2 separate regions of the Macaca mulatta genome follow, and region 2 is linked to region 1. The links are chromatin contacts, called in public Hi-C maps. All regions are on one chromosome and are shown on one strand. The core of a region is the stretch at or near the end of the contact, and the rest is flanking DNA. Distances in the headings are between cores, read along the strand shown. Region 1 holds the start of TUBA1B (tubulin alpha 1b). Region 2 holds the start of LOC710110 (tubulin alpha-1C chain).

Region 1 (7,293 bases), core at 2,811-5,310:
AAAAAAAAGAATCGGCCAGGTGTGGTGGCTCACACCTTGTAATCCCAGCACTTTGGGAGGCTGAGCCAGGTGGATCACCTGAGGTCGGGAGTTTGAGACCAGCCTTACCAACATGGAGAAACCCCGTCTCTACTAAAAAATACAAAGGCAGGGCACAGTGACTCATGCCTGTAAACCCAGCCCTTTGGGAGCCCAAGGTGGGCGGATCACCTGAGGTCGGGAGTTCGAGACCAGCCTGACCAACATGGAGAAAGCCTGTCTCTACTAAACATACAAAATTAGCTGGGCGTGGTGGCGCATGTCTGTAATCTCAGCTACTCAGGAGGCTGAGGCAGAGAATCGCTTGAATTTGGGAGGCAGAAGTTGTGGTGAGCTGAAATTGTGCCATTGTACTCCAGCCTGGGCAACAAGAGTGAAACTCTCTCTCAAAAAAAAAAAAAAACAAAACATCAGAACATCATGCAAACACAGACCTCCTGTGGCTCCCTAGAAACCAACTGCAAATTCTTTTTTTTTTTTTTGAGATAGAGTCTCACTCTGTCTTACAGGCTGAGTGCAGTGGCGTGATCTCGGCTCACTGCAACCTCTGCCTCCCAGGTTCAAGAGAATCTCCTGCCTCAGCTCCATAATAGCTGGGACTACAGGTGCGTGCCGCCATGCCCAGTTAATTTTTTGTATTTTTAGTAGATATGGGGTTTCATGGTGTTAGCCAGGGTGGTGTGCAGTGGCCTGATCTGGGCTCACTGCAAGCTCCGCCTCCTGGGTTCACTCCATTTTCCTGCCTCAGCCTCCTGAGTAGCTGGGACTACAGGCACCCGCCACCATGTCCAGCTAATTTTTTAATGTTTTTAGTCGAGACGGGGTTTCGCTGTGTTAGCCAGAATGGTCTCGACCTCCTGACCTTGTGATTCGCCTGCTTCGGCCTCCCAGAGTGCTGGGATTACAGGCGTGAGCCACGGCACCCAGCCACCAACTGCAAATTCCTAGGAGAGAATCCTGTCCCAAAGATCAATGTCCACTGTCAGCAGGAAGAAGTTACAAAAAATGACCTTCACCCTTCATCTCTCCTTAAGATTAGAGAAGTAGAGGAGAAGAGTAGAGGAGGTATTATGTTAGGGAAACAGGAACGGAAGAGCTAGGGTAACACGGCGAGGCACGGTGGCTCACGCCTTTAATTCCAGCACTTCGGGAGGCCGAGGCGGGCGGATCACCTGAGGTCAGGAGTTCGAGACTGGTCTGGCTAACATTGTGAACTCCCTTCTCTACTAAAAATACAAAAATAATCTGGGCGTTGTGGCAGGTGCCTGTAATGTCTGCTACTTGGGAGGCTGAGACAGAAAAATCGCTTGAACCCGGGAGGCAGAGGTTGCCGTGCGCCGAGATTGCGCCATTGCACTCCCACCTGGGCGACAAAAACAAAACTCTGTCTCAAAAAAAAAAAAAAAGGGCTAGGGTAACACAATTTCAAAATCAATTCCAAATGTAAACTAGCAAAGCATATTCCTTACCAGATACAACCCGTGGTCATAAGATGTTTACAGCTAAGGAAGCAGTTTAATAATGCCAGCAAGGGACCAGGCACGGTGGCTCATGCCCATAATCCCAGTGGATCATGAGGTCAAGGGATCGAGACCATCCTGGCTAACACGGCAAAACCCCGTCTCTACTAAAAATACAAAAAATTAGCCGGGCGTGGTGGCAGGTGCCTGTAGTCCCAGCTACTAGGGAGGCTGAGGCAGGAGAATGGCGTGAACCTGGGAGGCGGAGTTCGCAGTGTGCCACTGCACTCCAGCTTGGGTGACAGAGCAAGACTCCATCTCAACAACAACAACAACAACAACAACAACAAAAAAAAAAGCTGGCAAGGACAAACTCCTATGACAACAAAATGTTCAGATGTCCCAATATCACATAACAATTCCCCCCCCTTTTTTTTTTGGAGATGGAGTTTCGGTCAAAAAAATAAAATGAAATAAAAAGAAGTTCTCTTTTAGTTTGATTACTCTGTGAAACCTGAGGTATAATCAAGACCTAAAAAAAAAAAAAAAAAAAAAGGCCCTCAAATACTTACTCATTCACAACAGGGAATACACAGATAAAAGCTAATAGTTTTAGGAAGGTATCTGGGGAGACATATAGGCCCCTGGGAGGAAATCCCTGAAGTGGTGGCTCTGATAATCTGCAGAGAGCTAGAAGGGAGGTTCTCCCCTCCCCCAGAAAAATCTATCCCAAGACCATAAACTACATCGCTAATCCTTGGAAATACATAAAGTGGTTAGGGTTAAAGGGTGGCTTCAAAATGGTTCTAGCAGAAACCTATTGCGGTTACTAAACTATTCAAATCATTTGCCCAGAGATAGCTTTTCTGGATAAAATAGCTTTATCCAGAGCCGACAGCAAAATGGAGTTCAGCAGGGTGGTTCCCTAACATTCATTCTTCCCGTTAAAGCAAGCTTATGGTTTTCAGATTCGTTTTAAGAATAAGAGTGGGGGTGGTCCGATGATAGTGGGTTATCAGAACTTATTAATATTAGTGTCACTAAAATTAGTATACCATCCCTCACTGCTAAAATTGACAGGCTTAATTTTTTTTTTTTTTTAAGAATAAGAAGAGGAACAAAATAAGTGAGAACAATATTCAAATATATTCCTGCCTCCTCTACCCAGTTGGAAAAATGTGTGCAAATTTGCATTTTGAATCAAATGCCTTTAACAAGACTACCAAAACTATCAGAAATAAACAAGAACCTCTTGGTCTGCAGGTCAGGTTCAGATGGGTGGAGACACACATATATAGACATACACATATATAACTCCTTACAACATACACTTATTAACCACATAAATTTGCTATTTGTCTGAAATTCGGTGCGAAGGATGAAGGCTGCACCAAATTTTAATAGGCTAATAACTGAATATGAACTATGAATTTTTAGTGTTTTAGGTTTAACCTTTTTGTTCCTCCTATACTGGGCAGATATTCTGAATAGTAACATCAATACGTTTCGGCTAGGACCATTTTAAAGCCACATTTTAAACCTAACCACCTTCTGCATTTCCAAGGATTAGCAATGTGGTTTATCGTCTTGAAATAGATTTTCCAGGGGCGGGGCGGAGGGAGACCTAGTCTACTCCTATAATGTGGGCCTCCAAGCACTAAGCTATAACCAATTGATGTATCTTGACACAAGGCCAAGCAGTCTTATTTACAAAACTCTTAAGTTGCACAAGGAATCTCTACTTCCTAACATCCTTCAGTGTCAATTTATTTCCTCCCTATCCAATTCTTTCCTCACTTCTTCAACTCAGCTACCACCACTGAAATGTGTTTTTAAATCTCCTTTTCAAAAAGCCCCTAGAACTGTTTCATAAAATTGATGGCTTAGATCTAAAATTGGGGCCTACTTTGCCCTTTTAACAGCTTCAATGTTAAATGCTTGGGCACTCTTCGAATGACTGAATATCTACTTGCTTTCAGCATTTGGTACTCTTACTTTGGAGAACAAGTCATTAAAGTAAACCATGTACACCTATTCGGTTTTCTAAAGCTCGCGTTTTTCACATTATCAGGTAAGTACAGAATGCACTGCCTTAAAAGGAACTGCGAAAATAAAAAGGCAAAACTCACTGACAAACTGTGGCAACACGAAATTAATCAGCTGAGCTATCCGAACCACAACTTTCTGCATTTCACGGTGCTTCGTCTTTCAAATTGTATGGCTCTCTCAAGTCCTAGGCTTCCTCCGAATTAAGTCAAGCCTCGTCACCCATTCCCTGGTCGGTGTCTTTCCGACTCGCGCCCGCCCCTCGCCAGGCCCTCGCAGCCATGCGCCGCACACTGCAGCACTGGCGCGCGCGGCCCGCAGGCGCGGAGGACCCCGCCCCGCGGCCGCGCGAAGGGAGGGGGCTCGGGGCCCGGAGCCCGCCTCTGCGGCTGCCAGGCCGGGCGCCCAGTGGGCGCACGGGGCCGGAGGAGGGGCCCGCGGCCGCGACACCGCCTGTGCCCGCCCCCTCTCCAAAGCCGCTACTTAAGAGGCTCCAGCGCCGGTCCCGCCCCAGTGCGTTACTTACCTCGACTCTTAGCTTGTCGGGGACGGTAACCGGGACCCGGTGTCTGCTCCTTCCGCCTTCGCCTCCTAATCCCTAGCCACTATGGTGAGTGAGCCGCGCGGCTCCCGGCTGCTTTCAGGGAAGCAGGGAAAAGCGAGCTGGCGGGGCGCGGGGACCCTGTATACAGCCGGGGAGGTCTGGTTCCAGAGCCGTCCTTTTGGAGGGCGGAAAACAAGGCGAGAGGCCAGGGCGGGAGTGGTGAGACCTCGGTGTGTGTAAATAGCTGGGGCCCGGAAAGGTCGAGGGGCGCCAGGATTTCTTATCGGACTCTGGAAGGGATGAGGGGGCTCCGGCTGCCTTCTGCCGTATCCGGAGCTCTCTTTCAGCGCGTAACTCTGTACTGGGAGCGGTCCCTCGAGTCCCCGCAGTCCTTTCCAGCGCATGCCCTTCCCCCGCTTTGGGTGGACGCGCGCGCGCGCGGACTCTAACATCTTCCAGCCTTCACTTCCTCTTGAGCGCGAAAAGCGGGGGTGGGAAGCAGCTGGAGACAAAAGCGCGCACGCGCGACCGTTACCTTCACGCCGTTCCTGGGCGGGAAACCGCCACTGCAGTCTGCGCATGCGCTCTGGGTCGCGGCGAGACTAGGGCTACAGGGCGTGTCTCCTGTTAACCTGAGTTTTCTTTTTTTAATGAAAGCAATAAGAGGAATGTGGGGAAGGGCCCTGTCAATGTACCGCTATACACCAGTGAATTAGGACAGTTCGACCACAACAGTCTGTAGAGGCCACCTGTCTCTCTGCTGCGTTAGGAATTCAGGGGAGCAGGTGGTGGCAGTGAGGGATTTTGAGGGAACGGAAATCGGATCTTGACCCAGATCTGGGCCGCCGATAATCCCCAACTTCGCTCAGACTGCTGTGGAGGTGTTAGGCCCAGCCCGATGCCGGCGGGCAAGGGAGGATGGGCGGCCTGGGCAGCGCCTTTGCAGACGTGGCCATTTCGTGCCTCTGCAGCGCCGCCGGGGGGCGCGAGAGCGCGCGCCCTGAATTGCGCATTCATCCTGTGCCGCAGAGCCCCGCCCCATGTCCCTGCGGACCGACATTTCTTATGCGCTGGTCTGGCCACGTGCTTCCTGTGCTAGGAGCTGCCCGGAAATGTGGCCACCTAGTCTAAAGTGGTATTCTGGGGCCTGAGCGCTGGGTGGATGCCTACCTTCCTGTCTTGGTCCTCCAAAGGAGGAAGCTGTGACTGAGCTGTATTGGTCTGGAAGGAGGCCTTCCCAGTTTAGGATGGGAAGGTAACAGTCATTAAAAGCAATGTAGACGATAAGCTGTTCTCAGAAGAGTAGTACGTCTTACGTCGCTTTAAAAAAGGAAATTTGTTTTAAGATTACGTGAGTAGCCTAGGTAACACAGCCAGACCTCATCTCCACAAAAAAAGATGAAAAAATTAGCCAGGCGTAGTGGCCTGTGCCTGTGGTCCCAGCTGCTCCAGAGGCTGGGGTCGGGGGATGACTCAAGCCCAGGAGGTTTAGGCTGCCTTGAGCCTAGACGGCATCACTGCACTCAAGCCTGGGTGACAGACTTTATCTCTAAAAAAATAAAGATTGCATGAGTATTTTGTTCCACCTGACAGCCACCAATAGATTAAATTGCGATATCTTTTTCCTTCCCACAGCGTGAGTGCATCTCCATCCACGTTGGCCAGGCTGGTGTCCAGATTGGCAATGCCTGCTGGGAGCTCTACTGCCTGGAACACGGCATCCAGCCCGATGGTCAGATGCCAAGTGACAAGACCATTGGGGGAGGAGATGATTCCTTCAACACCTTCTTCAGTGAGACGGGCGCTGGCAAGCATGTGCCCCGGGCCGTGTTTGTAGACTTGGAACCCACGGTCATTGGTGAGTTGACTTCAGTAACCCAAGTGAGATCCCAGGATGCTGGGACAGGAGGTCTGTCCTGGGGGCTCCGCTGGTCACTCACCCACTCCCTCCATCCTTCTCTCCCTCCTCCTCCAGATGAAGTTCGCACTGGCACCTACCGCCAGCTCTTCCACCCTGAGCAGCTCATCACAGGCAAGGAAGATGCTGCCAATAACTATGCCCGAGGGCACTACACCATTGGCAAGGAGATCATTGACCTTGTGTTGGACCGAATTCGCAAGCTGGTAAGCACAATATATAAATATGCATTTAATGCGGCGAGATGGTACCAGTGCAAGTTGGGTGGAGTGACTGACAACATTCATTCTTTAGCACCTACCAAAATGTGGAATAGACTGCTTACTATGTTCATTGGACTTCTAAATCAGATAGTCCCCTAGGTTATGGACAGTTTGTGGATATGTTTGTTTTCCCATTTCCTTATGCTTATGTCAATGAGATGGTTCATAATCTAACAATTTTAAATAGAAATTCTAAGAGAATGTTTCTTGGCATTAAAATATTATTTTTTTTATTTCCCTACAGGCTGACCAGTGTACCGGTCTTCAGGGCTTCTTGGTTTTCCACAGCTTTGGTGGGGGAACTGGTTCTGGGTTCACCTCCCTGCTCATGGAACGTCTCTCAGTTGATTATGGCAAGAAGTCCAAGCTGGAGTTCTCCATTTACCCAGCGCCCCAGGTTTCCACAGCTGTAGTTGAGCCCTACAACTCCATCCTCACCACCCACACCACCCTGGAGCACTCTGATTGTGCCTTCATGGTAGACAATGAGGCCATCTATGACATCTGTCGTAGAAACCTCGATATTGAGCGCCCAACCTACACTAACCTTAACCGCCTTATTAGCCAGATTGTGTCCTCCATCACTGCTTCCCTGAGATTTGATGGAGCCCTGAATGTTGACCTGACAGAATTCCAGACCAACCTGGTGCCCTACCCCCGCATCCACTTCCCTCTGGCCACATACGCCCCTGTCATCTCTGCTGAGAAAGCCTACCATGAACAGCTTTCTGTAGCAGAGATCACCAATGCTTGCTTTGAGCCAGCCAACCAGATGGTGAAATGTGACCCTCGCCATGGTAAATACATGGCTTGCTGCCTGTTGTACCGTGGTGATGTGGTTCCCAAAGATGTCAATGCTGCCATTGCCACCATCAAGACCAAGCGCAGCATTCAGTTTGTGGATTGGTGCCCCACTGGCTTCAAGGTTGGCATCAACTACCAGCCTCCCACTGTGGTGCCTGGTGGAGACCTGGCCAAGGTTCAGAGAGCTGTGTGCATGCTGAGCAACACCACAGCCATTGC
Region 2 (7,070 bases), core at 3,927-6,426, 97 kb before region 1:
TGTAGGGGGTCAAAATAAATTAATCACCAATCGTGTTTGGACAGCATAGTTTTGAAGCCCTGAACTCTCTGAAATGCAGGGTCAAACTATTTTTAGATTAAGTTCGTATTCTGAGTTTCCCAGCAAAAATTTCAGAAATGTGCCCCACTTTGAAAGAATAAAATAAAATAAAAAGAACACCTCCAGAAAAAAAGGTGGTGGAGACAGAGTGTTTGAAATTGTACTTAACCCAAAAACGGCAAGTCATACACATTACACTTAGGAATCGCTTCTTCACAGGGGTATAATTTACTGAGCAGATATCTTTGCCTGCTAAGAAGCCCGTTCAGCAGTAAAAGGGAGAGCTCTCTGAGAAACCTCAACTTTGCACATTATAAGTGATTTTTTTTTTTCTCATAAGAAGGATTTAACATAGCTCCTTTTAAAAAATTCAGAATTGCCTATCCCTGATTTAAGTGGGGGATCAGGACAAAGGGTGCCTGACTTCTGCCTCAGGAATAGGCGTGCCACTCCCCAAGCACTCGGAGCATCTGCTGCCTGGGCTGATTCTTAAACCGAAATCCACACGTGGCTTGACAGCTGAAGTGGCCTTTTATGTCCAGTTGGAATTTCATGTTGGGCAGGCTGCAGTGAGTTCACGTCCAAACAGAAAATGGGTTCTGTGGGTCAGAGAAAGCTTACTGTGCTGAGAAGGACTAGGTGGACATTTTGTAAATACTATAGGTTCATTTCCTGGGAATTTATCCACAAAAATAAGGTTGTTTCATTCCCTTCACAGCTTCCTCAGGCCCTTTCAGAGAGTTTCTACTCTTTGGATTTAATCTGCCTTCTAAATATCCGCTCCTGTTGTGTCCAGAACAAGGGACTGTCTGCACGTTACTGTGGAAGCAAGCGTTGGGTAGCCCAGAGGGCAGCTCCTCCCAATCAGTTCTTGTCCTCTTTCTCTTAGGCTCTCAGGAGGAAGTGAGAGCCACCCCCAGCCAGGAAACCAGCCTAGCATTAGCGTTTAGGGACAGATGATCTAATGGCTCAGGTTCTATAGGTGACCTTCAGGCAAGCTTCTACAATAATTCTGAAGCTAGACACAGAACATATGAGCAGGTGTCCAAGAATTATAGATGCCTCTGAAAGTAACAGAAGGCCAGGCGCAGTGGCGCACGCCTGTAATCGTAGCCCTTCAGGAGGCTGAGATGGGAGGATCAATTGAGGCCAGGAGTTCAAGACCAGCCTAGTCAACATAGCAAGACTCCATCTATATGTCTATATCTATATCTATATCTATATCTATCTATCTATATTTAATGTAGCAGAAATTTAAAGAAAAATAGCCATGGCACGTATGTTCACAGTACTACACTGTGTTCTCTCCAGTGTTAAGGGGATTACATTTAAAATTTGTAAGCACTTTGAGGGCAAGAGCCCTGTTTCGCACTTCCTTTATATTTCTTACAGTGCCCAGCAAGGTATTACACATGCAGTGGTCACTCAGGGAATACTTACTTAAAAAAGAAATTAGTGCTGGCTCACACCTGTAATCCCAGCACTTTGGGAGGCTGAGGCAGAAGGATTGCTTGAGCTCAGGAGTTGGAGACCAGTTTGGGCAACACAAGATCCTACGTCTACAAAAAATTATTAAAAATTAGCTGGGAGTGGTGGTGCATGCCTGTAGTTAGTCCCAGCTCCTTGGGAGGGTGAGACAGGAGGATCACTTGCGCCCAGGAGTTTGAGGCTGCAGTGAGCTATAATTGCACCACTGCACTCCAGGCTGGGCAACAGAGTGAGACCCTGCCTATAAAAAATAACAATTAAAAAATAATTATGGACTAATGGAACAACAAACAGCTGTGCTCTGAGATTAAGCCTGTTTTTATTGTCACTTCTGAGGAAACTAGACAGTGATACTTTATAGCCAGAAAATGAAAGTGGGGATGGTGCAACTTTTCTAAATAATAATGACAGAAGCTGACCTTCCTCTATACTAGAAACTATACTAAGTTCTTTTCATACATTATCTCATTTACACCTGACCACACCCCATAGACTTAAGTATTACTATTAGGATTACCCTTATTTTCCAGTTGACAAAACATTACCCAAGTCACACCGGTAGTTAAGTATCCACATCAGGACTTGAGTCCAGCTCTCACTCAGTTTCCAATGCTTTCAGGCACAGTCCTGCACCAGAACATCTCAAGATGACTTCCATAGCTCCATTTATTAACCACCCTGCTTTGAGCCTTGCAACCTAATATCTGAAGTGAGAGGGATAGTCCTTCAGAGCAAATGAGCTCAAATAAAATTTAAAAAGCAATACATGATTTGAGAGGGAGAGGGAAAAGGGTCAGCACAGGCACAATTCATAATGGAACATGTTGCAATATGCCTGGGCTTGATGTCTTCTCCTGCACATTTTCTAGTTTAATCCCCATGGCACCCTGTGGAGTATGTTATTGTTATCTCATGTATAAGGAATAAATGTCTGGAGAACAGCTGGGTTCAAGAAAAAGGTAAACGCTCAAATATTCAGAGGCAGAGAGGGAACGAATCTACTGATAACACTGTACCTGCCCCAGGCCTCTCACTTAGGCTCACAGTGCTGGTGTGGGCATGTCTCACCTTTCCTTCTTCTCCTATGTTGTTAGTAACACTCCAGCCAGCCAGAAAGCTTGCACCTGTCTCTACCTGCCCCATAAGTACAAATAGGGTTAAATGTCGACTTGTATGCCATTAAACCATTTCAAAAGCACAGATGAGGTAGAGAGAAAGCAGTACAAGTCATGATTCGTGAAATGCTATGTAAGAGTTAAATAGAATGAATTAGATTTTAGCATACTGCCAGGTAAAGATTTCCACAAGGCATAGACTGTTCTAAAAAATAAAATAAATAAAATAAAATAAAATAAAATAAAAGGCCAGGCATGGTGGCTCACGCCTTTAATCCCAACACTTTGGGAGGCCAAGGCAGGCAGATCACGAGGTCAGGAGTTTGAGACCAGCCTGGCCAACATGGTGAAACCCTGTCTCTACTAAAAATACAAAAGTTAGCAGGGTATGGTGGCACGTGCCTATAGTCCCCGCTACTAGGGAGGCTGAGGCAGGAGAATCGCTTGAACCCAGGCGGCAGAGGTTGCAGTGAGCCTATACTGTGCCATTGCAGTCTAGGCGAGAGAGCAAGACTCCATCTCAAAAAATAAAATAAATAAAGAAATAAAAAAAGCAAGTTAAGAATAGAAAACACAACATGGCACAATTTATTCTAAAAAGTCACACAAAACAATGTAATGTGCACACACACACACACCTCTATGCAAACAGGTAGGAAATAGTTGGTTACACCCCAAATTGTTAACAGGTGTTTCTCTGGGGAGAAGACTGGGTTTGGGGTGAAGCGAGCAGTACTGGCAGACTTTTCCTTTGTCTTTTTACAAGATAATTTATTCATATAATGGGTATGTAAAGAAAAAAAGGACAGAAAAGAAACAAATGATGCTGTTAGAAAATATACTGGGTCCAGTGACTCACACCTGTAATCCCAGCAGTTTGGGAGCCTGAGGAGGGCGGATGACCTGAGGTCAGAGTTCAAGATCAGCCTGGCCAAGATGGTGAAACCCTGTCTCTACTAAAAATACAAAAATTAGCTGGGCATGGTGGTGCACAGCTGTAATCCCAGCTACTTGGGAGGCTGAGGCAGAGAATTGCTTGAACCCGTGAGGCAGAGGTTGCAGTGAGCTGAGATTATGCCACTGCACTCCAGTCTGGGCAACAGGGCAAGACTCTGTGTCAAAAAAAAAAAAAAAAGATAAAGGTTCGCAACATGCAGTAAAGTGGGGAAAGTGATACAAATACACCAAGCTGAAATCCACCGCCTCCTTCATGTCCAGGGAAGGCCAATAGATTAGAGGAGTGTCCTCATGTTGACATTATTAATACTTTAATGATTTTTTAAAATTTAATGTCTCCTGTGTCTACCAGAAATAGATTCCTGAGAAGTTCAATAGACTTGGAAGCAGACCACCTGGGTTCAAGGCCCGACTGCCTTTCTCTGTAACCTTGGACTAGTTTCTCAGGGCCTTAGTTTCCTCATCTGCAGAGTGGAGAGGATAGTAACACACTTCACAGGGTGCCCTGAGGATTAAATGAGATAATGCATAGGAAAGACCATCCAAACCTGGGGGACAGAGACTTGTAAACTGCAGATTGTGTTAGCGCCTACTCTCTTCCCATTCTCTGCATCCCACTTCACAGAATTGTTTTTCCTCACACCTTTAAGATGTCTGAGTATCCCACACTGAAGTAGAGTAAAATTAGTAAACCGTTAGTCTTTAGTATAATATTTGCTGATAATAGATAGGCCTCTGTAATTTGAGACTTCAGATTCTGCAGATGCATGGCTTTAAGCTTCAATAGCCTGTATTCATGCATTTATTTTAAGGGATATGCTCATTTGATTCCATTTATAAAATATGCCTCTTCCCTGTGCAACCCACTTTTGATTCAAAAACTAAAATATCCAAATCAGAGAGGCCATTTAAAGTATAAGATAAAAATATAATTAATGTGTATTGCATCTTAAAATATGCTTATCTGTGGTCCTAATAAAACTTCAGGCTGCTCTGAAATTTCAAGATTCCAATAATAAGCCTTATAATGAAAAGAATTGCAGAAATAATAAGATAAACACTAATGCCACCAATATAATTAAACATGAAACAAGAAATAGGAACAAATTCATAAATATCAGTTGCATGCACACAGTACCATGTCCAAGCCATGCATGATGAAACTATTTACATTACATTACTATTCCAGCCTTACCTTTGAATCACAGCCAGGTTCTCCTCTGCTTTGGCTGAATGTGCATGTGTTAAAAGGCGTAGGGAGCTGAAGAGTCCTGGTGAAGTAAATAAGAATCCAGTTAGAGATGTGCAGTTGGAGTTCAGAAAGGATCCATTTGAAGGATCTAATTCCAAGCACACAAAGCACTCATCCCTCCCGAGCTTCTCCACCCCATTGAACAGGCTGTCATTTTAGAGCTGGGCGCCCATTGTTCACTTTCTTCTACTCTAATTAGATTTGACAGATTGCTCTTTCTGGCTAGACTGGCTGTTGCCAAGAACAGAGAGAAGAGATGAGGCTGACCTTGTCATTGTGCCCTTGGGATCAGGTCCCTGCCCCCTCCTCCATCCTAGTCCACAGATCACTGAAATTGCTCCTTAGCAGCTTCACATCTATTCCTCTTCTCCTCCAGCCTAAGACTGGCAGTCTTAGCACCTCTGAGTTTTCTTACTCTCAATACTATGAGCTTCAAAGCCTAGGTAGGCTGTGGGAGTAGAATAAGTGGTGCTGTTGTATTTTTCATAACAATACTCTGACCCTGGTTTTTTTCTTTCTGAGACAGAGTCTTGCTCTGTTGCCCAGGCTGGAGCACCATGGCAAGATCTCGGCTCATTGCAACCTCCACATCCCGGGTTCAAGCGATTCTCCTGCCTGAGCCCCCTGAGTAGCTGGGATTACAGGCGTGTGCCACCACGCCCAGCTAATTTTTTGTATTTTTAGTAGAGACGGGGTTTCACCATGTTGACAACTGGTCTCGAACTCCTGACCTCAGGTCATCCGCCTGCCTTGGCCTTCCAAAGTGCTAGGATTACAGGCATGAGCCACCGCACCCGGCCAGCCTTGGTTTTTTTCTGCAGGCCTATTGGGAAAAACAGACCAGCTTTTCCAAAGGGAAATGTAACTGCAGTTCCACCCAGGAGCCAGGAAATATTGATCACTTAATGAAGCAGAGCTCAGCAAGGATCCACGGATCTGAAGCAAACCCCGTGCCCCGCTGCCCTGTTTCCTGTCTGTGAAATGTCGCCAAGAACTCCTGAACCTTCACCATCTCAAACACACATTATATTGGTATTAGGTAAGAACCAGACAATGAAATGATAGAATGGGAAGTGATCTTAGAGATCATCTAGTCTGATTACTTTTCTTGGAAGATTAAAAAACACAGATGAAAAGTGAGAAGTCACATGACAGTGTCATGAAATTAGCTAATAGATGTTTAACACCTAGCACTATGCAAACGGCTTCTGATCAGTTTTGTCACAAACCTGCCTTTCTCTAATTTATCCTATGCTTGATAATTAACTATATTGGCCAGGAAAGGACTCTCTTTCTCTGAGGAAAGAATTTTCCTCATCCAAGGACTGTATTTTTATTTTTATTTTTCTTATTTTTTTGAGGTAGAGTCTCACTCTGTTGCCCAGGCTGGAGTGCAGTGGCTCCATCTCAGCTCACTGCAACCTCCACCTCCTAGGTTCAAGCGATTCTCCCGCCTCAACCTCCTGGGTAGCTGGGACTTCAGGTGCCCACCACCATACCTGGCTAATTTTTGTATTTTTAGTAGAGACAGGGTTTCATCATGTTGACCAGGCTGGTCTTGAACTCCTAACCTAAGGTGATCTGCTCACCTCAGCCTCCCAAAGTGGGGATTACAGGTGTGAGCCCCCATGCCCAGCCAAAGGACCATATGTTTAGAAATGCTTCCCTGAATTTACTGAGTTTACTGAGAACTCAGTGGCCTTGTACTAGAACCTGAGTCACCAAATGCCACACAACTGTCATAGAAGCACAGGATGGACCTCAACAGGCTGGACGCCTGGGCCCTGCTCCTACACAGGAGTGGCCCTGTCCTTGACCCAGTCCTGGCCACGCCCATGGCCTCAAGAGCTGTGAGCAGGAGCAACCGGTAGGAAGTTCTCCGTGGAACAAATTTAGTGTTTACCGGGTTGTAATATAAACCCATTCATGTACAGTTCGTTCAACTGCTCAAAAGCATTTATTAAAAGCTCATTATTTGCTAAACCCCTGTGGGCTGATAAGCCTACTCTGACGAGTAAGACACAGCCTCAAGGAGCCAGCAGTGTCAACACTTAACATGCAGGGGAGCACTGTGGGGCCACAGTGGGAGGAGGAAATACTGTTTTCCTTAGTTGAGATTCAAGGAATCAGAAAAATGTCAAAGGAAGTGATTCTTGGCTGGGCACAGTGGCTCACGCTTGTAATCCCAGCACTTTGGG

Evidence for each region. A called contact is a pair of places that touch in the nucleus more often than the background predicts.
Region 2: a contact with region 1 is called in a Hi-C map of cortical neurons, with 5 times the contacts expected there. The contact joins the promoter of LOC710110 here to the promoter of TUBA1B in region 1. A contact is called at or near these places in 2 of 14 Hi-C or Micro-C datasets (cortical neurons and fetal cortical plate).

The regions. Positions count from the first base shown.
Region 1 is chr11:56,292,949-56,300,241 of T2T-MMU8v2.0, reverse strand. TUBA1B (tubulin alpha 1b) reads left to right here and starts at 4,060. Exons shown (of 4, transcript NM_001195392.1): 1 at 4,060-4,155; 2 at 5,725-5,947; 3 at 6,065-6,213; 4 at 6,515-7,293. The coding sequence starts at 4,153. LOC144332834 (a long non-coding RNA gene) reads right to left here and starts at 3,885. Exons shown (of 4, transcript XR_013401020.1): 1 at 3,629-3,885.
Region 2 is chr11:56,391,245-56,398,314 of T2T-MMU8v2.0, reverse strand. It overlaps LOC710110 (tubulin alpha-1C chain), which reads right to left and starts at 5,176. Exons shown (of 5, transcript XM_028829447.2): 1 at 5,140-5,176; 2 at 4,816-4,891. The coding sequence starts at 5,147. LOC144332847 (a long non-coding RNA gene) reads left to right here. Exons shown (of 2, transcript XR_013401032.1): 2 at 1-193.